Linked DNA regions of Mus musculus: regions 2 and 3 are each linked to region 1. Evidence: chromatin contacts called from public HiChIP or PLAC-seq data. All regions are on one chromosome and are shown on one strand. Each heading gives the region's core, a stretch centred on a gene start, on an enhancer-like site or on the middle of the called end of the contact. The rest is flanking DNA. Distances are from core to core; before and after follow the strand shown. Region 1 overlaps Shroom3 (shroom family member 3). Region 2 overlaps Gm36764 (a long non-coding RNA gene). Region 3 overlaps Shroom3 (shroom family member 3).

The links. HiChIP or PLAC-seq counts read pairs in DNA pulled down with a chosen protein or histone mark.
Region 2: a contact with region 1 is called in an HNF4G HiChIP or PLAC-seq map of pancreatic cancer cells. The contact joins two enhancer-like sites. A contact is called at or near these places in 1 of 15 datasets of contacts at CTCF or cohesin (large pre-B cells), 6 of 484 Hi-C or Micro-C datasets (dorsal root ganglion neurons, embryonic retina, embryonic stem cells and 1 more), 7 of 115 datasets of contacts at active chromatin or transcription factors (embryonic limb bud, embryonic stem cells, pancreatic cancer cells and 2 more) and 2 of 9 other capture datasets (embryonic tail and embryonic trunk).
Region 3: a contact with region 1 is called in a FOXA1 HiChIP or PLAC-seq map of pancreatic cancer cells. The contact joins two enhancer-like sites. A contact is called at or near these places in 1 of 39 promoter capture datasets (embryonic stem cells), 12 of 484 Hi-C or Micro-C datasets (the G1E-ER4 cell line, the HL-1 cell line, cortical glia and 8 more), 11 of 115 datasets of contacts at active chromatin or transcription factors (cardiomyocytes, craniofacial prominence, embryonic forebrain and 6 more) and 1 of 9 other capture datasets (embryonic stem cells).

The regions. Positions count from the first base shown.
Region 1 is chr5:92,744,519-92,747,378 of GRCm38.p6, forward strand. All of the region lies in intron 1 of Shroom3 (shroom family member 3), which reads left to right. Among named protein-coding and RNA genes, the nearest start is that of Mir1961, 43 kb to the right of the region's middle. Within about 2 kb of position 1,488, at least 57 of the 459 cell types and tissues checked have an H3K27ac peak or open chromatin away from gene starts, as enhancers often do. A contact at or near this core is called in pancreatic cancer cells, where this site is marked.
Region 2 is chr5:92,996,257-92,999,116 of GRCm38.p6, forward strand. The region is part of intron 1 of Gm36764 (a long non-coding RNA gene); the gene reads right to left. Among named protein-coding and RNA genes, the nearest start is that of Gm36764, 11 kb to the right of the region's middle. RefSeq lists an enhancer at 1,011-2,038. Within about 2 kb of position 1,510, at least 106 of the 459 cell types and tissues checked have an H3K27ac peak or open chromatin away from gene starts, as enhancers often do. A contact at or near this core is called in pancreatic cancer cells, where this site is marked.
Region 3 is chr5:92,887,296-92,890,155 of GRCm38.p6, forward strand. All of the region lies in intron 2 of Shroom3 (shroom family member 3), which reads left to right. Among named protein-coding and RNA genes, the nearest start is that of Mir1961, 100 kb to the left of the region's middle. Within about 2 kb of position 1,481, at least 45 of the 459 cell types and tissues checked have an H3K27ac peak or open chromatin away from gene starts, as enhancers often do. A contact at or near this core is called in pancreatic cancer cells, where this site is marked.

The DNA of each region.
Region 1 (2,860 bases), core at 238-2,737:
TGCTAGGAATCAAACCCAGGTCCTCTAGAAAAGCAGCCAGCTTGTGTGTTCATATGTTTGTTTGTTTGCTTGTGTGTTTTTAGGCAGGGTCTCTATAAATAGCCTTGGCTGCCCTGAAATCCACTCTGTAAACCAGGCTGTCCTGGAACTCACAGAGATCTACCTGCAACTGCCTCCCAAGTGCTGAGATAAAAGGCGTGTGCCACCACGCTGGGTTAAGAGCAACTAGTGCTTTTAACTGAGCACCTCTGATTCTTCTCTTAAAGCAGTTTGCAAATTGTTTTGTCTGAGATAAAGTCTTACCGTGTAGCCCTGGCTGGCCTTGAACTTGCTGTATAGCCCAAGTGGACCTCAAAATCAGCTGCTGCCTTGGTCTCGGGAGTGCGCTGGGGCTATGGGCATGTTCCAGCTCCAAGTTCTTTGTGCAGTATCCTTCAGAGCACTGTCAGTTGTGGATTCCAAGGCCATCATTGCTTCCACATGGACATCAGCCCAATCTTTCATTACTCAGCACAGCCACACCTTCCCCGTAGCACAGTGCAGATGGTTTTTCTGACTCTCTGCTTCCTCAGCCATTTCCTGACCCCCAGAATCAGCCTAGATTTTGTGTCTAAGCTTCTTCTTGACCTCAGGATATGTTGTGGACTGCATGAAAGGTTTAGAAATTAGACATCTTTCCCTGGACCCACATGTATTGTGAAAATATAGAAGCTAGGTAGTTGCTGTGCATTCCCCACCCTCACCCCTGCCTCTAGTGTACCAACCAGTGTGATGTGTCTCTTATCCTGAACAAATGGGAAAGTCGGTGTGGTAGTCTGAATGAAAATGGCATCTATAAGCTCATTTATTATTTGAATACTCAGTCCCAAGTTGGTGGAACTATTTGGGAAGGATTAGGAAGTGTGGCCATATTGGAGGAGGTGTGTCCCTGGGGGTGGGCTTTGAGGTTTCAAAGGCCCATGCCATTTCCCGTTAGCTCCCTCTGCCTCATTTTTATGGCTAGGCATGTAAGCTTTCAGCTACTGTTCCTGTACCATGCCTGCCTGCCTGATGCTGTACTCCTTACATCAAGGCCATGGACTCACGCTCTGGGTGGGGCTGTAAGCCCTCACAAGCTGTTTCTTTTTCAAGTTGTCTTGGTCATGTTGCCTTATCACATATTAAAAAAAAAAAAAGTAACTAATACAGTAGTGGACTCTGGAAACAGGACCCTCTGAAAAATCCTGGTCTCCTTTGAACGTCACCAGTTTGCAGCAGTAGATGGCAAGGAAATATGGAAATGTGGGCGAGCCAGCCACAGGAGGAAGTATTAGGTGTACTACCCACCAGGACAATAGCCTTCACTTGGCAGTCAGTGTTTCTGGAAGGTTATTTTTAACTGCCACATCATAAAGTAAACGTTTGCCCTTGATAAGTGCCCTCCCTGTTCACTGGCTTGTTCTAAACTCTGGTCAGAGAGATTACCGGAAGAGCCCAGGAGTGATAGGAAAGGGGAGTCTGGGTGAGGGCTGCCAGCTGAGATATCCTTGACAGAGCAAACAATCAACCTGCCCTGTGTGCTAGAGCTTGCGTCACCTGGTCATGAGGGGCAGTGGAATTTGTGGAATGGATTGTCCTCTTGTGGTCACCCAATATCCCCGAATAATAGGAGCACACATTCTTAGTTTTATGTAAGAGCTAATAAGGACTGCTCTGCCCAGCTGAGCAGAGGCAGGGATGGCAGCAGATGCCAGCCTACATGCCTTTCTATCCTTGCTTTCTCCTTCCGCTCTCTCTTAACCCCAAGGAAGAAAAAAATGAGGATGGAAAGAGGAGAAAAGACAGACCCACTGTACAGGGGTCATTAGAAGTGTGACACAGCTGTTGGCAGATAAATATGGAGAATGGAAATACAAAAGACTGGGTTTCTCACTTATTAGAATGTCCCTTCCCTCCCTACCCCTCCCTCCATTCTTCCCTCCCGTTCTTATTTTATTCTTACATTCTTATATTCTTATATTCATTATATCCCCAGCTGGCCTCAAACTCCCTGTGTAACTAAGGATGCTATTTTCAATGTCTGACCTTCCAGCCTCTCCCTCCAGGGTGCTGGGATTACATGTGTATGCTACCGTACCTGCTTTATGAGGTGTTGGGCATGGAACCCTAGGTTTTCAGGCATGCTGGCCAAGCAGTCAACCAGCTGAGTTCATCCCGCGTCCAGAACTTTCCTTTTGTTTCACTGTTGAATTTCCTCAGTGACTACCTTCCTACAACAAAGGACTGAGGGATGATGTAACTATTATAAGCTGAGATCATCTGTTTAGATTTAGGAACTGAGAAAATTGCCTTCTCCAAATATAACATTTGAAGGTTGTTGTTGTTTTTTTCCTCCCCTACATATAATTAAAAATCAACTTCAGCTGGGTGAGACAATATAAGACCTTGATAATTCTGCTCTAAACAGTTCAGAAGTGAAAAAGTCAGGGTTGCAAATTTCCAGACATGCTTTGCTTTGTATGGCTTCAAATTTTTTTATTTACTTATTTTCTTATTTAATATATATTGGTGTTTTGGCTGCACATTTGTCTGTGTGATGGTGCTAGAAGCCCTGGTACTGGAGTTACAGACAGGTGTGAGCTGCTGTGTGGATGCTGGGAATTGAACCCGGGTCCTTTGGAAGGGCAATTGGTGTGCTTGACAGCTGGGCCATCTCTCCAGCCCATGTGGTATCAATTTCTATCTGAGGCCGGCTCCAGTGTTTCAGAATTCATCTCCCCAAAGCAGCTCTTTCTTCCTACAACTCCTGAAGAGGGTCCACAGGGCTGTCTACAGGGCCCAGGAGTGGTTGAGCAGACAGGGGGTTGTCAAGGGCTGCTTG
Region 2 (2,860 bases), core at 260-2,759, 250 kb after region 1:
AAAAACAAAACAAACAAACAAACAAACAAACAGACTCAGTCCCTAAAAACACAAGGGAAACAGCAGGAAAGAAAAGCTCATTTGGGTTTACAATTTGGGAATTCTAGTACACAGTCGGTTGGCCTGTTGCCTGTTGTAAGACAGAGCATCTTGGTGTAGGCCTGTGGGGGATGCAGCTCACATCTTAGCAGCCAGGAAGCAAAGAAAGAGACAGGAGGTGGCGGGACATACCTCCATGCCTTCCCATGAGGCCTTGACTCCTAAAGAGCCCATCATTGCATGACAGCCTCCAAGATCCCAGCTACAGCCAGGTCCCACTGAATTACCTCAGCGCTCAAAACCAAGCCAGAGTCTGGAGTTTAACAGTACAACCACCCCCTGGGGCCAGCGACTCCGTTTGCTGACGTGAGTTGGTTTGTTAATGAGGTACTGGAGGTTGAACCCACAGACTGCGTGTGCTAAGCATGCTCTCCACTCAGCAGCACGTCCAACCCTCAATTTTGTTCCTAACTGATGTGTACCTACTTGTAGGCCACAGATCTTGACACCTGCTTATAGTTTCCAGAACGGATTCTCCCATCTGCTTGAAGGCTACACCCATCGATACATGCTTTACCCTCCCCAGTTTGACGCTAGCCCCTGAGGATCACTATACTGTTCTGAACTGCAACAAGGTCAGAGTTTTTATAGTCTACAGATGAGTGTCATCATCAGGCAACCCTTGCCCGTCGGTGTCTGGCTGATTCCACTTATCATAACTTCTCAACCTATGCTGATGGAAATGACAAGATCCTATTATTTTTATGGCCGAGTCTTATCCCATTGTACATAGATGGCTCACACACTTCATCCAGGCACTGGAAACACCACTCTTCTATGCAAAAACAATAGCAGGTTCAAAGGGCCTGAACCTGAAGCTTGGAGGACCAAGTGGCTAACAGGGCTGGAGCCTTCCGCTGGGAGCCTGTCAGGAAGGCGCCTGTCAGGAAGGCCGGTGAGAACAACTCTTTCAGCAGGAGTTTCTGGTGTTTTCCAAGCAGGGAAATGACATGACTGGATTACATTTCCAAAACAGCTTCTCCGGACTTCATGGACAGTCCAAGATGATTCCAGAACTGTTTTTTTCCCCCAAATCTAAAACAAGCCTGGAGTACTTTAAAGACCTTCTTAAGATGTTGCTCTGGGGCTATCTCATGTTCCTCCCCAGGGCTCCTCTGGAAAGCAGAGCCCAGTGCAAATGGATTTGGAAAAGCCTCCTTCCGTCAGCTCCTGTGTTCATACCATCCCTTGAGCACTAAGGGCCCACACATGTGCAGGCCACACTGCCCTCCAGTCAGCCTGTTTACTCAGGGATGGTTTTGTTCTTCCAGCTTGCATACCTTGCAACAGCCTGTGCAACTTGCGCAGCCCTTTAAGTCTTGGAAGCAGCCCTCATCTCCCAAGGAGAGTCTCTCCATCTCTGCTGGATATCTCCAATGCCTGCTGTGCAGGCTGTCTCATGTGGTTGGTTACACACTAGGAAGCAAGACTAGAAGGCTGTGCAGCAGAGGCCAGCCGAGTTCCCAGAGCCTGGGCCTGCTAGGCTTATCCCCAAGAGATGAATTCCAGATGCTTTTCTTCCAGAGTCCTCCTCCTCTCCCCTCCCCATTTCCTGTTGGGGCCCCCTCTCCCTGCAGCTCTCTCTCTCCAACCCCCAAGCCAAGCAAGACTTAAAGTGGAAGACATCACTGTCACGTAGGAGAGTCGCTCCTCTGCAGGAAGCAGACTACAGGATGTGTCACCTCCTCTGGGATGCCTGGAGTAAACCACACAGTCCAGAGTTGCTCTGACCAGTTAATCCTGATGCCCCTTTCTGTCCCTCACTTCCTTTTCCCACAGGAGTGAATGGCCTGAGGCTTTCCCCTTATTTCCTTGGTAGTTTTTCAGACACTTTTGAAGCCTGTAAATAAACATGCTTTTGCAGAGGGGGTGGGAAGGGGCAGGAGGGGAAAGAGTGGGCATGTTGACATGGGAGGGGCAGCAAGGATGAGATGACAGTGTTGGCTGGAGGTCCATGCCTTTAATCCTAGCACTTGGGAGGCAGAGGCAGGTGGATCAGGAAAGAAAGAAATGCTAGGAGATAGTGAGCCACACCTCAAGCCTGTTTCTGTCTCTTTCCTTCTGCACTGTGCGGATTAAAGTTGTCTATTTCCACCCCTCATGGGCTAGTAACTCATCTGAAAAATATTTATTTCCACTTCTCAAATGGGGACTTCCCCCCCTTTTTGAGGTACTGGGGAGCTACCCTGGGGCTTTGTGCTTGTTTAGGAAGCACTCTGTCGTTAATTATAACAAAAGTAGAGTAGGTTATAGAACTCAAGTTGACCCTCAGTTCAGATCCCCCACCCCCACCCCTCTTCAATCTTCAGAAGGCTGGCTGATGTTACAGGCACGGGGCACCATGCCTTGTCCGAATGAGACTGCTAATGCACTCCTTATGTACCCTAGTAAGTCTTAATAAATGATAGCGTTAGTCCTTCCATTCCCTGTCTGCTCTGGGTACTCCATGTGCCTGGCCCCTCCCTTGGGTTTCCCAGGCCACCCTGAGATTGTCCCAAGTTCCCAGGCAAGTAATGCCAGCGTTGCCTCCCTGACCTGGGTAGGGGCCACTTATTATTTTATTTATTTTTAATTTATAATTTATTCAAATTGGATTGCCTTGGTGACCTCCCAAACCTGATAATTGGCATCACCCCACTCTCAGATATTGCTCCAACCTCAGGACTTGAAGAAGCTAATGTCGGGCACGGGGAGAGCTGCTCTCCTCTGGCTAAGGGCAGAGGTTTTATTCCAGAGGAACTGAGTCACTTAGCCAAAGACT
Region 3 (2,860 bases), core at 231-2,730, 140 kb after region 1:
ATATTAAGAGCCTGATCTAAATTTCCAGGTCCCACGTGGTAGAAAGAGAACCAAGTCCCTCACATTTCCTCTGACCTCCACACGCATGTGGTAGTGACCTCTTCCCCCAGAAATGTTGGGGGTGGGGGATGTTGAACATAAAAGGTAACAAGCATTCAGAGACCCTGCTCAAAACATGAGTCTTTCTTAGTAGTGTAAGCACCTTTCAGGCAGACAGAATTCTTGGGTTGGTCAGATTGGGAATACAGGCTGTTGCTCAGCTCTTTCTGGGCAGATCTCTCTTATTGTCCTAATTTCTCCCATGAGGCAATGCCAATCAAGAGCTAGTTCTGTCTGCTCAAGCTGCCTGTGACCTTCTTGACTTTCGCCAACATAAGCACCCTTTGGATGCCTCCCAAATGTGCTGGCTACAAAACTCTCCCATTTTATCTACTGGTTCCTAGGCAAGAGCACTAAGGTATGTGGAATAACACTGACATCCGGCTTGGAAAGAGAACAGTTTCCTGGACACCTACAAGGAGAGAGTCTTGCTTAAAAACAAATACAAGTAGAAAATAAAGACAGACTTTCCTTGAGCTGGAATCTGTACGTGAAAGTATAAAATAAAACCCTGCGATGTGAGGCAGACGGACTGAAGGGGGCCCAGGACGATGACTCCTGGGAAGTTAGGCCCAGCTAGATTCACTTTTAGAGGCTCATTGTCTGCAGGTGTTGAAAGAAAAGTGCCTTGGCTCCTTAAGGTCAGGCAAGAAAATGGAGACTGTGAAACCGCAGCCACATTCAATTCTTCTGTTTTGCTTTTGAAAGCCCTTCAAGCTCAAAGCAGCTGCCAGCTTGCTGGTGGAAATTTTTTATTTTCAAGCATAAATATTAGAGTTTGCAAAGGAAGGGAGGTGGTTTTTTAAAAAAAAAAAATCAATGTCACTCCTTTTAAAACCAAGTCCACATTCCGCTCCATACCTCAGTTGTGGTCAGTCTTCAAAGTCACTTGCATCTCTAAAGCCCCCAATTCCTTTACCCACCAGAAACAATCTCTCTCTTGAAGTTACTTCTCTTCACTCTGGGGGTATCTTTAATGCACTGATCTTGAACAGCAACACTGGTGGCCTTTAAGCTTAAAGTATTTCGAGGTAGCCAAGACTTCTTACACAGGAATAAGGAAGAAAGCATATGAGGATCAGTGTCTTGATGCTATGAAAAGTAACGACAGACATCCCCTACACCCCCACCATCCCACACACCCCACCACCCTACCCTGCAAAAAAAAAAGGGGGGGGGGCTTCCAGGGTCCTGACAGGATTGAAGGATACAAAAACGCCAAATCTCTGATGGAGTTTCTTTTAAAAAGTAACTGGTTTGCTGTTGTTATTTTGTATAGTTCTGAGGTAATTGTTGGTGTCTTTGATGAGTCAGGGAAGCACTGAGTCACAGGTCTGCAAGCAGTGGGGGAACGTGAGACTTTTAGTCATTAGCACAGTTATCTCCAGGTCATTTTGTTATCTATCACTCCAGCTTACCGGAGAGTCACCTGCCTCCACTCCCTTCTTATCTATGAAATGAGATTAGATTCAGACACTTCAGCCTGGCTTTAAACCTTGCCCCTACTGCCTGCAAGGTGAGCTGGTGGCTTCTGATGCAGGTGGCCCCCGGGGGCCCAGGGCTCATCTCTTGCACTGTCTCCCCACCGAGTTATCAGGCAGCTGCTCACAAGAGGACACAGAACAGCAGGGCTCCAAATTAGCCAACTGGAGTCAAGCCCGTGATGTCGCAACTGTACCCAGCACTCACTCTCTTTCTCCTCATTCCACAGGTGGCACAGGATTAGGTGTTAATTATGAGGAATCCAGAGCTAAGTCTGTCTAAAAGAAGGTGCGTGGAGGTGACGTGCAAAGGACAATGCCTTTTACATAAAGGCTTCAATAGCCACAGATAGCTTCAGACTGTCAGAGGGACAGGAGGCAGGAGATGCCTGTCCTCAGAGATACCAAGTGACAACCACGCCCATTAAAAGAAAGAAGAAAAACCAAAGACAGTAGTCACCATTACCTACCTCTAAATCAGTATATTGCCGGTCCTTTCCAAATCTTTCTGGCTCATTATCTATGCCTTAAGAAACTTAAATAATTTTCGGGGGAGGGGCGGAAATAAGATATTCACAGTCCCCACCAGAACATTTGGTTATATTCCAGAAAATTTTTCTTCGAATCTTCTAGGCATCATCTTCACTGGCAGAGAGAGACGGTTTGGGTTCTGAACACTATCCATCCAACTCGGTCCAGCCCTTACACACTCTGCCTCCCGCTCCCCTGCCCCCCACCCCCCAGCCCCGGAAACACCCCTTAGCGACAAGGATATATCAGGGTTTGAACACACTCCAGTTGAACCCCATGCTGCTAAGGACATGTCTTACCTGACAAGGTCATAGGCCAGCAGCACTCCTCGTCACTTAGATCACATGCCTTTTCAAAGTCAGTATCCTTCACATACCTTGGACACTTCACTTCCTCCTGAAGGCTGCCACCTCTCCTGGGAGGTGGCAACTGTGAGTGGTTCTCAGAGCTTCAAGGTTGAAGAGGAAAACCCCTTTCTCCAGCATAAACCGGCAGAATCCGAGATTTGGTTATGTGAATTGCACTTAGATGTCTATCTCTGGCTAGAGACATCACAAGGTGGGTTTTCTCTCTTGAAGTTTTACGTGAAGATGGAAGTTTATAAGAATACTGCGAGTTGAATATAATAATTCTTCAACAAAGTCGCCATTTTCTCCCCCATAAAAACTCAACAATTTTAAGCGCCAAGATAGGAACTAAGATTGTACATGTTTTGTTTTGTTTTGTTTTAATACCAATTACTGTTGTAA